Regions from separate parts of the Mus musculus genome. Here region 2 is linked to region 1. A link is a contact called in public HiChIP or PLAC-seq data. All regions are on one chromosome and are shown on one strand. The core of a region is the stretch at or near the end of the contact, and the rest is flanking DNA. Distances in the headings are between cores, read along the strand shown. Region 1 holds the start of Map2k2 (mitogen-activated protein kinase kinase 2). Region 2 has its middle 13 kb from the start of Gm40716.

Evidence for each region. HiChIP or PLAC-seq counts read pairs in DNA pulled down with a chosen protein or histone mark.
Region 2: a FOXA1 HiChIP or PLAC-seq map of pancreatic cancer cells shows a contact between it and region 1. The contact joins the enhancer-like site here to the promoter of Map2k2 in region 1. A contact is called at or near these places in 5 of 39 promoter capture datasets (the C10 cell line, liver, neural stem cells and 1 more) and 2 of 115 datasets of contacts at active chromatin or transcription factors (memory CD8 T cells and pancreatic cancer cells).

Annotation. Positions count from the first base shown.
Region 1 is chr10:81,103,754-81,109,847 of GRCm38.p6, forward strand. It overlaps Map2k2 (mitogen-activated protein kinase kinase 2), which reads left to right and starts at 2,162. Exons shown (of 11, transcript NM_001347144.1): 1 at 2,162-2,485; 2 at 4,995-5,205. The coding sequence starts at 2,394. Mir5615-1 (microRNA 5615-1) reads right to left here and starts at 920; the gene lies at 861-920. Mir5615-2 (microRNA 5615-2) reads left to right here and starts at 863; the gene lies at 863-922.
Region 2 is chr10:80,459,268-80,465,361 of GRCm38.p6, forward strand. No RefSeq gene overlaps it. Among named protein-coding and RNA genes, the nearest start is that of Gm40716, 13 kb to the right of the region's middle. Within about 2 kb of position 2,289, at least 11 of the 459 cell types and tissues checked have an H3K27ac peak or open chromatin away from gene starts, as enhancers often do. A contact at or near this core is called in pancreatic cancer cells, where this site is marked.

The DNA of each region.
Region 1 (6,094 bases), core at 912-3,411:
AAAGGCATGGGCCACCACACCTGCTGACTTGGGCTGAGACAGGTCTTTCTTGACCAGTGCTGCCCTTGTCTGCTCTCATGAAGACATGGCCTTTGAGCCCATGAAGTTCTTGCTTCTATTCCTCAATTCTCTGGGATGTGAGGGTCCTTCCTAGTTACAAGCTCAGATAAACCGTGACCATTGCACCCTGCCCACTGTGGGCAGAAGTCAAATCCCGAAACACAGGACATGCCCAGCGCAGAGGGGAATAACTCCACAGGTGTGCACTGCTGTAAAAGTTCCTGCAGTTGCACCTCGCAGACAGTGCGTTTATTATGTCCCATTGCGGGTCAATAAAGATTACATGGAGCTGAAGTGGAATAAGGGCATGTTCCCGGGGACTGCTGGAAAACAAGGCAGAGCTCGAGACCCCAGACATATCTGAAGTGCAAGCATCCAGTGAGCAGGGCAGGATACTCCTGACAAATGAACGGACAACTGGGATCGGCAAGAGGGTCAGCGGGCAGAGGAGCTTGCACCCAAGCCTGAGGCCCTGAGTTCAATCCTTTCTACAGAGTAGAAAGAGAGGGAAGGCCCCTGCCTAGATCTGCTCCATGTGCAGCTGGTGGACAAGGATTTTCGATTGGGAAACCGCTGTGGTGACATTTATGGTGTTTTGAGGCCCGGACTTCTGTCTGCAATGATGCATGAAGGCAGATGTAAACCAGGTCTCTCCCCAGCTTCTCCTTAGCAGCTGGCCTGGGAACAATCCACAGACTTATAAAACAGTAACTGAGCGGGGCAGGCTCCACTGGGCAGAACACTCACCTGGGTTCCACTACCAGCCGCAGAAAGTGGTCCCTTGTTGGGCTACACCCCAGTCCTTGGTTGTTTTCTGAGACAGAAAATGAGACTCTTTTCTGTCTCAGAAAACAACCAAGGACTGCTCTTCCAGAGGTGTTGAGTTTAATTCCCAGCAACCACATGGTGGCTCGCAACCATCTGTAATGAGATCAGATGACCTCTTCTAGTGTGTGTTTGAAGACAGCTACAGTGTACTCATACATAAATAAGTAAATAAACCTTAAAAAAATAAAATGGTTTGTTCTCACAAAATTGTAACAAAAAAATACATTCTCAAAGTCATTGAACTGAATAAAGGCTGTAGCCAGGTGAAAGCCTGCTTGCCTCCCTGGTGGGTTTCATCTTTACCATCTGAGAGGTAAAAAAACGCGGAGAACTTCCTTGTGAGATGCTGTCACTCAGAACAAACTTCATGGCCACCGTGGGCTGCAGAGCAAGACCCTGCAAGTCTGATTTCCATGTGCCTGCTCAAGAGCCCAGAGCAGGGGTTTTACTATGTATCTGTACACTCTGAATTCCAAGAGTGTGACCCTGGACAAAGAACCAGCCCTGAGTGGTATGTCTACACAATGGAATGCTATTTGGCCAGGAAAAGGACGAGAGCCCTGCCATCCAAACCATTGTGGATGGACCTTGAGGGCAAAGGAAAAACAAGCCAGACATAAGTGACCCTAACCACAAGAAGTGTTCGGATTCACACACTGAAATGGTGACCGTCAGGGATGGGGACCAAGGGAATTTATGTATTACCCATACCCGAGCTTCAATGAAGGGCCGTGAGAAAGGTCTGTAGGGCTATGGGATTGTTGCAGAACAGTAAAACACTAGGGGTTGGGACTGGAGGATTGCAGGGAGTGGAGGTGAAGCCTGGACAACACAGTAACTTCGAGAACAGTGTGGGTGGGGTACTGAGGCTCTGTCTCAAAATAAAAACAAAAACAAACAAGCAACAAAACAAACAGCAGGAAGTAGGGCTCAGTGGGTAGCGCTCTCGCCTATAGGACACGGGGCCGCAGCAAAGCAGGAAGCAGGTAAGGTAGCTCAGGCCTACGGTCCCAGCGGCCAAATCTAGGAAAATATATGAAACTAAACAAGTCTGAGTCGACTGATGCTGGCAGGTCTGTCTCCTCGCGGTCCTGCCGTGTGTAACCCCACCCGCGTTTGAGACGCACACGCAGCCGACCCCGGGAAGCTGATCGTACAGACAGACGACTGCACCGCCGCAAACATTAAACACAGCGTCCGCCTCTGCCCTTCTACAGTAGGCCGGGGAGCCACCTCGCGCATGCGCCTCGGTTGAGGGCGGGACCTCGCAGAAAAAGATCTCGCGAGAGCTCGGCCTGCGAGCTTGTGGCCGCCCCCTGTTCCCCGACCTCCCGGCTGCGCTGCAGCGTCAGCTTCACTCGGCCTCGGCGTCGGTCTGCTCGCCCCGGCGCTCCGGGCTCGTCCGCCTTCCACCTTCTGCCCGGCCTAGGCCGCAGCCCCGGGCCCGCGTCGCGCCGCCCCCTATGGGCCCCGGCTGAGGCGTCGCCGCTGGCCGTGGAGCCCCGATGCTGGCCCGGAGGAAGCCGGTGTTACCGGCACTCACTATCAACCCTACCATCGCCGAGGGCCCGTCCCCCACCAGCGAGGGCGCCTCTGAGTGAGTAGGCGGGGCGTGTGAGGACAGGGGCGGGCCTCGGCGTGAAGGGGGCGTGACCACAAGTGGGGGTGTGGTCTGAAGGGATAGCAGCGCCCGGGAGGACAGGGGCTGGTCCTGAGAATGGTGTGGATGGAGGTGAGAGGGGCGTGGAGTTCGAGGGCTGGAACAAAGCCTGGTTGGGGGTCCGGGCATGGAGGGGGTTGTGGGGGGGGGGGTGGAGGCAGGGCCAGTTGGGTGAGTCACGTGGTGTGTCAGCTTGGCCCGGGGAAAGGGGCGTGGTCTAAGGTGAGTGGCCTGTGAGCTTAGAGGGCCGTGGCCTTTGAGGACTAGAACAAAAGCCTGGTTGGGGTCGGGGCCAGAGCAGTGAGGCTGGTGGTCTTATCAGGTTGGCCAGATGGGAGAGGGGCGTGGCCCAAGGGGAGAGCCCTGAGTCCTGTGAGCGTAGAGGGGCGGGGCCTCGGCCGGAACTTGGCTTTAGAAAAGTTGGTCTGGAGAGTAGCAGTGCCTGAGGCAGGGTAGGGATGGGGACAAGGTGCAGGGATCTGAGAGAATGGCTTTGGGAAAATCTCTGCTGTTGAAGGGGAAACAGGGGGCAAAGGGGGCGGCGTGGGTACAAGAGGGGGGCAGGTCCTGCAGGTGTTGGGACCAAGAAAGGGGAGCTAGAGAGAGGTATGACTTGGAGTAAGGAGAGGGGCCTGAAGAGAGGCAGGGCAATTGGAGACCCAAGAAAGAAGACGTCCTGAAGGTGGCCAGGAGAATCAGGGGAGCAGTGAGGCTTTCCGGGTGTGTGTGTGTGAGGTGTGGTATGGTTAGAGGAACAGAGGCCGTGCGGGGTAGCCTAGCCTAGCGCTTAAGACTGGGTACCAGGTGAGTGGAGCAGTTGAAGGCATGACTTGTCTGAGGAGGCAAGGCTGGCCTTGCAGGGGCAGAGGGAAGGAACCTGTTGGAAGAAGCAAGGGGAGGTGCAGGGGAGAGCCTGGCTTGGGGAGTACATGGTGACCTAGTGGAAAGTGGACAGTGCCCTTGGAGATGGGTGTGGGGGTAACAGACTCACTATGATGGGGTGGGATGAGCGATGCAGTTGGGTACAAAGCCTTCCTGAAAAAGGGTCAAGTAAGGACGATTGATCAAATAAGGTTAGGGATAAGGTTTTTTTGGGAGGAGAAGGGGAAGGCTGGTCTTCCTGAAGGGAAAAGAGGGGTGTCCCAGGTGAGGACAGCCTAAGAATCCTTGAGTGATACCAGACCAGGGAGGCCTCTGTCAGGAAAGACTCGGTGAGACACCCCTTTGTGGGCATATCAGCATGATGGAAGTGCCTCAGTCTGAAGGCAGCTGTTGAGGACCCCAGAGTGCATAAAGATGGCCTGGGGTGTGGTGTTCCAGGAAAGAATGGGGAGAAGGCTTTCCAGTGTGGAACTTATAGTAATGGCATGAGGGGGACCTGAGGCGTTGGGTGAAGTGCCTAAGAGACTGAAGCCCATGATGAAAAATGTCAGAGAAGGGGGTGCTAGGTCTTGGAGGTTGAATCCTGCTAGCCAAAGCTAATGGCTTAAAACACCCACTGGGAGACATGGGAGGGCTTAGGTGCTTCCCAGCAGCTAAGGACAAGATAAAGGGGCAGCCAGAAGGTGCTGAGTGCTTCAAGGGCTACATACAGTACAGCCTGGGGTCCTGTAAGGGCGACTGGTGCATTCTCATGCTAGCAGGCTCATGGGATGTGTGTGCAAGAACTGGGTGTGACAGATGGTCAGGTGGGTGGCTTTTCTGAGGGCCTCCCCTCCCCTTGGATGAAGATGGAGGTGGGAACAGGTTTGTTTGTTTGTTTGTTTGTTTCTGAGACAGGGTTTCTCTGTGTAGCCCTGGCTGTCCTGGAACTCACTCTTTAGACCAGGCTGGCCTCGAACTCAGAAATCTGCCTGCCTCTGCCTCCCAAGTGCTGGAATTACAGGTGTGCGCCACCACTGCCCGGCAGGTTTCTTAGTTATAAAAGCCAAGCCGGTGCTGCTGAGGAAGGATGATCAATTCAAGCCACACTAGGTCACAGTGTGCATTCAGGGGTGGTCTGGGTAGCTTTTAGACCCTGTCACAAAGGATAGACCCCTCTACCTAGAATCCACCAGTGAGGGACTGGATATGGGTGTACCTAGTGTGTGGGTGGCCTCAGCTTTGATTAGCATAATCACACATACAATTAAATCCCAGGCATGGCTGCTGCCACTTTAATCTCCTCCCTCTTGGGCCTGGTTCTTGGCTCCAAAGCTACTTGAAATGCCCTCATAAAGACAGGGTCTTAGCCTAGGCCTTGGTGCACCTGGCCTCTGCTCCTTTGCCTCTTCATGTAGCCTGGGGGTACTGGGGGTTCTCTGAGGCAGTTTGTCATGATTCCTCCATACCTGGAGACCCAGCCTCTGAGTCTAGTAATGTGTCCATTTCCCACATGATGGGGATCCTGGAGCGCAGGCGTGGAGTTCAGGTCCTTGGCTCACCCTCTGCTCCTGGGGTGCTGCAGGGCAAACCTGGTGGACCTCCAGAAGAAGCTGGAAGAGCTGGACCTGGATGAGCAGCAAAGGAAGCGGCTGGAGGCCTTCCTTACCCAGAAGGCTAAGGTCGGTGAGCTCAAGGACGACGACTTTGAGAGGATCTCAGAGCTGGGTGCCGGCAATGGCGGAGTGGTCACCAAGGCCCGGCATAGGCCGTCAGGCCTCATCATGGCCAGAAAGGTGAGAAGGTTCTGGGTGGGCATTTGTCCTGTCATCTTCTATGGTTGGTCATATGATGCTGGATCGGGGTCTTACTGTGAAGCCCTGGTCCATTTGGAATTTGCTCTGTAGACCAAGCAGGCCTAAAACTCACAGATTTTTGCCTCTGCTGGATTCTCTGGCAGGAATGTGGCATACTGGTGAGTTCTAGCCTGGCATGCACCAAATGTTCTTCCCTTCCAAGACAAAACTCTTGCCAGGCTGGTCTGTGAGGCACTGATGATTAGCTACAGAAAGGCCGTGCATGGAGTTTGCATGCCTGTTAGTCTGTGATGATCTGCCAGGGTGGTCCTGACTCAGTGGCCAGAGCGCTGGGCCAGCGTACACACGGCCCTGGGGTCCATCCCCAGTCCCATGTAAACCCGGCATGAAGTGCACGCCTGTTATCCCAGGATGATGAGAAGTGCAAAGTCATCCTCAGCAGCATCCTGGTCCAAGGCCAGCCTGGGCTACCTGAGGCTGAGCATGGAGAGAAACTAACACAATAAACCAGGTCCGCTCTGCAGAGCAGCAGGACTGATGGGGTTCCGTGCTCAGAGCAGAGAGCTTGGTTCTGTTGGGATGGTGCTGGGCATCAACCCAGTGTCTCAGTACACTGGGCAGGCTCTGCTGAGAGAGAGTGGGTGCCTGTGATGGTAGATTTGTCTGCTGGTTGGTAAGGGGTCAGGGAAGATGGGCACGCTGGAGCCTCAGCAGGCTTGAAGGCTACTTGGAAGCAGTGACCTGCTTTCTACCTTCAGCTGATTGGATGAAGTCACCCTGTCACAGGGTCACCTGCTTTTCTTATTTGAAAGCTTACCACTTTGTAGGTTGCCCATTCCAGCCACAAGGAGGCTGGTGTTTGTGTGCA
Region 2 (6,094 bases), core at 1,039-3,538, 640 kb before region 1:
CGGACGGGCAGGGCACTGGGGACAGTGCTGGAGGAGACACTGTGAGGGATGTGGCTCATCCCCTTCGGCTGGGACCCCAGGGAGTTGGTTCTTTATGACCAGGGTCTGGGAAGTAGGGCCTGATGGCTTTTACGCATTGATGGAGGTGACAGTTGGCCAGATAGCTGCCAAGAAGCGCCCCGGGGGTGGCCAGGAGCCAAGTCCTGTGATCCTGGGGGTGGCTGGGGGTGGAGAAGCCTTGGCCACTTCAGGCCAGCTCTGGACACAGATCATGAGGTTGGCCAGTGGCACCCAGTAGCATGGATAGCATCCTGTAGTCCCTCTGTGTCACCTCCCTAACGCTCCAGCCTGTTTGAGTCAGGGGTGAAGCCTTAATCATTCAATATGCTGTTTGATTTGTGTGTGTGTGTGTGTGTGTGTGTGTGTGTGTGTGTGTGTGCGCGCGCGCACATGTGTGCACATGTGTGTACATGTTCATGCCCGTGTCCCCGTGTTTTTATGTGCGTGGGTGGAGGCCAACGCCATGTGTCCTCCTGCTCTGACTTGTTTTGGAGCCAGAGGCTCTCACTGGCCTGGAGCTCAGCTCAGATGGCTGGCAGGGCCCGTGGTGATCCTTCTGCTCCTGTCTTCCCAGTGCTGGGATGGCAGGCACTCACCACATGTGCAGCTGGTGCCAGGTGTGGATCAGGGTCTTCCTGCTCGAAAGGCAAGCCTTCGCCTCCTGCCTTCACCTCTGCTGAGCCTCCACCCACCCTCCCTTTGCTTTTTTTTTTTTTTTTTTTTGAGACACTGTTTTTCTGTGTAGTCCTGGTTGTCCTGGAACTCACTCTGTAGACCAGGCTGGCCTTGAACTCACAGAGATCCACCTGCCTCTGCCTCCCAAGTGCTGGGACTAAAGGTGTGCACCACCATGTCCAGCAAGCCTCTTATTTTTAAAAATATATTATTGATGTTGTTTGACCCAGGACCTAACTCTGTAGCTCAGACTGGCCTCTATCTCTGAGACTGCCCTGCCTCAGCCTCTGAGTACTGAGATAACAGGGCGCACGGTTGCACCTGGTGCTAATGGTGGGGAAGGGGTTTGTAGTTACTCAGTTCAGAGATCTCATTTACAAAATAATCCAGACGTGCCACGTGGTGTATAGCAGGTTCTCTTCTGAGCTGGGCCCAACAAACAAGCTGACTCAGCATTCTAGACCTGGAGACACCGGTCTCCTTCACTTTTAACCCTTGGACCCTCTTCAGGGACATGGGTCTGTTATACAAAGATGTGGGAAGGCCTGGACTAGGGTCAGTGCAGTCGGTGTATGCCAAACTAGCAGCCTCCTGCCAAGGCACAGGGCATGGGGACTGTCCCCTTTCACATGACTGAACATGAAGCTTGACCAGGGCAAGCTAGGTAGGCTTGGGATCCAGTTCTGTCTGGTTCTGAGGACTGAGCTTGCCCTAGACAGACCCAGGGTAAGTCCCAGGCTTTCAAGTCCCAGGACAAACATATCCCACTGGGAGCTGCATTCCTCTATCCCTACATCCTGTCAGAGTGGAGTCTCTGAGGCTTCTTTTGGGTGATCAGAGAGGTTGGGGTAGAGACTGGGAGCAACCCAGCATGCTGACAGGGCTGTGTTCTCTGAGTGGTGGCAATTCCCAGAGGATCACAGATCACAGAGACAGAAATATCCGCAGGTGGGGAGAACCTGAGGCCAGTGCTGCGTGGCCCGTCCCAGTGGTACTCCACCTCGGCCACAGCAGATCAGTAGCTGGTCAGGCAAATGTGCTGTGGCCAGATCAACTGCAGGCTGCCCACACAGGGTGTCTGGCTTCTGAGAGTTCTGGAAGGTTCTCCCGGCTTCTCCCTCCCTCCCCCCTTCACTGTGTATCTTTCTGGCTCATTTTTTCCCCTCTTTCCTGTCTTTTGTTGTTTTGGTTTGCAGAGGCATGGGCTCACTCTGTAGCCCAGAATGGCCTTGGAACTCACAGCAATTCCCCTGCATTAGCCTTCCAAATACTGAGGTTTCAGGTATTCAGCACTGCTCAGGGACCAGCCGAGTCTGTCTTCTTCCTTGTGCTTCTTGGACCCTGAAGGAGAAGCTGAGATCTCTAGAAAATTCCTCCCGAGGGCTGAGGCTCAGGAGGTGAGGGACCCCCCTGGCAGGCAGGAAGCCCCGAAGCTGAGGGAAATGAAGGCCCCTGTGGTAGGGGTTCTTCCGGGTTCGCATCCATGAAGACCCATCTGTTACCTCATGGTCTTGGCTTCCCGGGAATCCCTGCTCTGTGGTTTTGGCTGCACCAGTCTGTGGTCTGAGGAACCCACAGTGAAGTAGATGGCCATCTAGAGAGACCGGGGCTAACAGGAGACTCTGCCTGGAGCGAGGGGTGAGGCTCTATAGAACTGCTGATAGAACAGTGTGTCCAGGGGGATCCTTTGGACTGAACCCCAATGTATCTCATTGAGCAAAACCCATGAGGCCAGAGAGTCCAGTCAAAGCCCCAAGGGGCACGCTTGCAAGTAAGTGCTGTCTCCGTTTGATTTTATTTTGTGAGAATGTTCATGTGAATGGAAGCCAGAGGTGATGTCATGAGTGTTTCTGTTGCTCCTAGTTTTGAGTTTTTTACTATAAAAATTACATTTATTTATTGTGTTTTGTGTGTGTGTGTGTGTGTGTGTGTGTGTGTGTGTGTGAGAGAGAGAGAGAGAGAGAGAGAGAGATGAAAGGGTAGTTTGCCCATGGTTGGTGCTCTCCTTCAGTCTTGGAGTCTTGGGGATTGAACTCAGGTGGCCAGGATTGGCTGCAAGCCCCTGCTGTGCCCTCTTGCCACCCCTTCCTTGCTTTTGAAGACATAATGCTTCACTGAAGCTGGGGATCCCATGAGGTTGAGCTGTCTGGTGGGTGCTCAGCATGAGGCCTGGAACCCAGGTCTTCACCATGGTGACTGACACCTTGTCTGTCCTTTGAGCCCTCACCCCTCTCAGATACACTCACGCAGCCTCCAGTTTGCCATCCCCCATCACAAGTCACCAGGGCACTTGCTGACAAACCACCCTGAGTACATCTGAAAAATAGATTTGCTTTTATTTTTGATTTTTTAAGGGGTTAGTCACATAGGGCAGTCTGGAACCAACCAGGCTAGACCCCAACTCACAGCCACTGTCCTGCCTCCACCTCCCAAGTGGCTAGAATTACAGGCACGTTGTAGCCCTCCAAGCCCAGATTTTGTTTTTGAGACAGCGCTAACCCTGTAGTTCAGTCTATCCTAGAATACAAGATCTTCCTGCATCAGCCTTCAAATGCTGAGGTGACAGGTGTGTGCTCCACACGTGACTGAAAATGTCTGTTTTAAAGCAACATAGAGCTTGAACTTGCTTGCAGTGAAATATCAGGTTGGATCCTTGGTTCCAAAAAGCAGAGCTCCTACTAGTGGGGTGACAGACTCTGCTGCTCTGTGACAGCCATCACATCGGGGCCCATTTCTGCTTATCACAGGCACTTGGAGCCTCCAGAGCACATGGCAGAGGACCTAGGGTCTCTTCCCATCATCCTCAGTGGAGGTCAGGGGTAAAATAATCTGGGTCGATTGTTTCACAGACATAGACAGAAATATGAGGAAAAGTGGATGGATGGATGGATGGATAGATGGATGGATGGATGGATGGATGGATAGGTGGATAGATGAGTGGGTGGATGGGTAGATGGATGGGTGGGTAGGTGGATAGATGGGTCGGTGGTGGAGGGCAGAAAGGTAGGAGATGGATAGAATCCCTCTATTGTCTTCACAACTCTTTTTTAAAGTATATTATTGTGAAATAAAAAGTGTGTGTGTGTGTGTGTGTGTGTGTGTGTGTGTGTGTGTAACAGTTTTGATAAAGGACTGTTTCTCAGTATGGAAAGAACACTTAAGATCAGTAGGACTGGAATATTTGTGGCTCAGCAGTGGAATGCTCCATACTGAAATATAACACATAGAACTCGATATCATAGAAGAAATTATTTGATTAAAAATGATATATCAGCTTACAAATATGTTAGCAAAACACAGTGATATGCGTGAGTCATCTCAAAATTTGAGAAGTTGCAGCAGGAGGATTACTCTGGGTTCCAGGCTAAACTAGGTTGCAGAAGGAAGATACTGTCTTAGAGGAACACAGATCTGCTAATTAGAAATTAACATAAAGCCGGGTGTGGTGGTGCACACCTTTAATACCAGTACTTGGGAGGCAGAGGCAGGTGGATTTCTGAGTTCGAGGCCAGCCTGTCTCGGAAAAAAAAAAAAAAGAAAATTAACATAAAGTATGAAAAAGAATTGGCACAGAGGACAATTCCAGAATAGTTTAGAAGTAACAGGAGTGGGAATTCTGCATATCAAGATACAGGGGCCACTCCTATCCATGAATCTGTCCCCTAAAGTGCTGATGTTGCTACAGGAATAGTCAGGAAGAGTAAATAACATCAGGAAACCAGGGAGAAAAGGATTGACAGAGCCAGGCAGAGCAGAGGCTGCGCTAACAGAGATAAAAGGCAAAATTAACAGCGTGGAAAGGGAAAGCCAGCAGACTCGGAATAAGTCCGCTTTGCCTTGCTGCACTTAAAAATAGCCAAAGCAGATAAGCTGAAGGGGAGGGAATCTCAGAGGGTGAAGAGCTTGCTTTACCAGTGTGGGGATCTGAGTCCCCACCAGATTCACCAGAGTTCTCGGAAAGTCAGGGTGCCCTGGTGGTGGCAGCTCCAGCATCAGCTAGATACAAGTAGAATCACCCGAGCACGCCGGCCCGTGGGTGTGTCTGTGGGGACTGCTGTGGGGTGGAGCGCGGCGGTGCTGGCCTTTAATCTCAGTACTCAGAGGGCAGAGACAGGAGGATCTCTGCAGGGGATGTGACTAGCTGCCTCCCTTCCCTTCCCCAGCGTGGTGGTCTGGAAAGGGTTAATGAGAGCCAATACAGGGACGGGTACCCGGTGGGCTTAACTAGTGACGGGGGAGCGGGGGGGGGGGGGTGACGGGGGGGGGGGGCAAGCACGTCAAGAGTTGCCCTCAGCGCGCGCGCGCACACACACACACACACACACACACACACACACACACACACACACACACACACACACACACACACACACACACACACACACACACACACACACACACACACACACACACACACACACACACACACACACACACACACACACACACACACACACACACACACACACACACACACACACACACACACACACACACACACACACACACACACGCCCTGGCTCCTGGCTCCTCCCTCCTGGGACTTGGAATCCAAGTCCTCTGTGTGCTGCGAGGAGAGCCGGGGAATGACCTCAGGGCGACAATGGGAAGCTGAGGTTTTCCACTCTCCTCATCCCTTAAAACAAAAACTGAGAGAAAAATTATTTTAATTTTCTGTGCCCTGCTTCCTTGCCGGGGTGCAGGCAGAAGGCCGGCGGAATGGGTGGTCCCCAGTGGTTTCCTGTACAGGACTGGAAGCGGGAAAGAGCGGGGGTCTGGGACGAATGCTGTGTGTGGTTCCCAGGCTTTGGTATACCCTGGGGCTGCTGGCACAGCGCTGGCAGGCAGACATGGGGTCCGCGCGCGCAGGACTGGAAGGGGAAGGCAGAGCCCAGCGGAGCAGAACCTGTCTCATTCCTAGGGAGCGCTGAGGGTACAGGGAGCTGGAGGAGAAGGCTTTCCCCGGGGATTTAAGCTATGCCCTTTCATGTGAGGCCTTCCCTACAGCGATCCTTAAAGAAGAGACAGAGGACCCTTGCTTGTTCATACTGACTTTTTTGGATGGTGAATGTGAATGGATGTACTTTACTCAGAGCGAACCAGGGATTGAATACCTTTTGCGGGAAGGAATGACCAGAAAGGGAAGTTTGCCTGAACACTTGGGGACTAAATACCTCATTAGCACAGAGAACTTCAGGTGTTTATGCTCTGTGACCCAGTGACCACAGTCCTTTCAATGGGGTGTCAAGGTTAAATTCCAGAGCAGGGACAGAAAGGGGCAGGGAGCAGCTCGACTCCTGCCAATTTCAAGTCATCCTGACCAGTTCTGCTTGGTGGCACAGCGCACAGGTCCTACAAG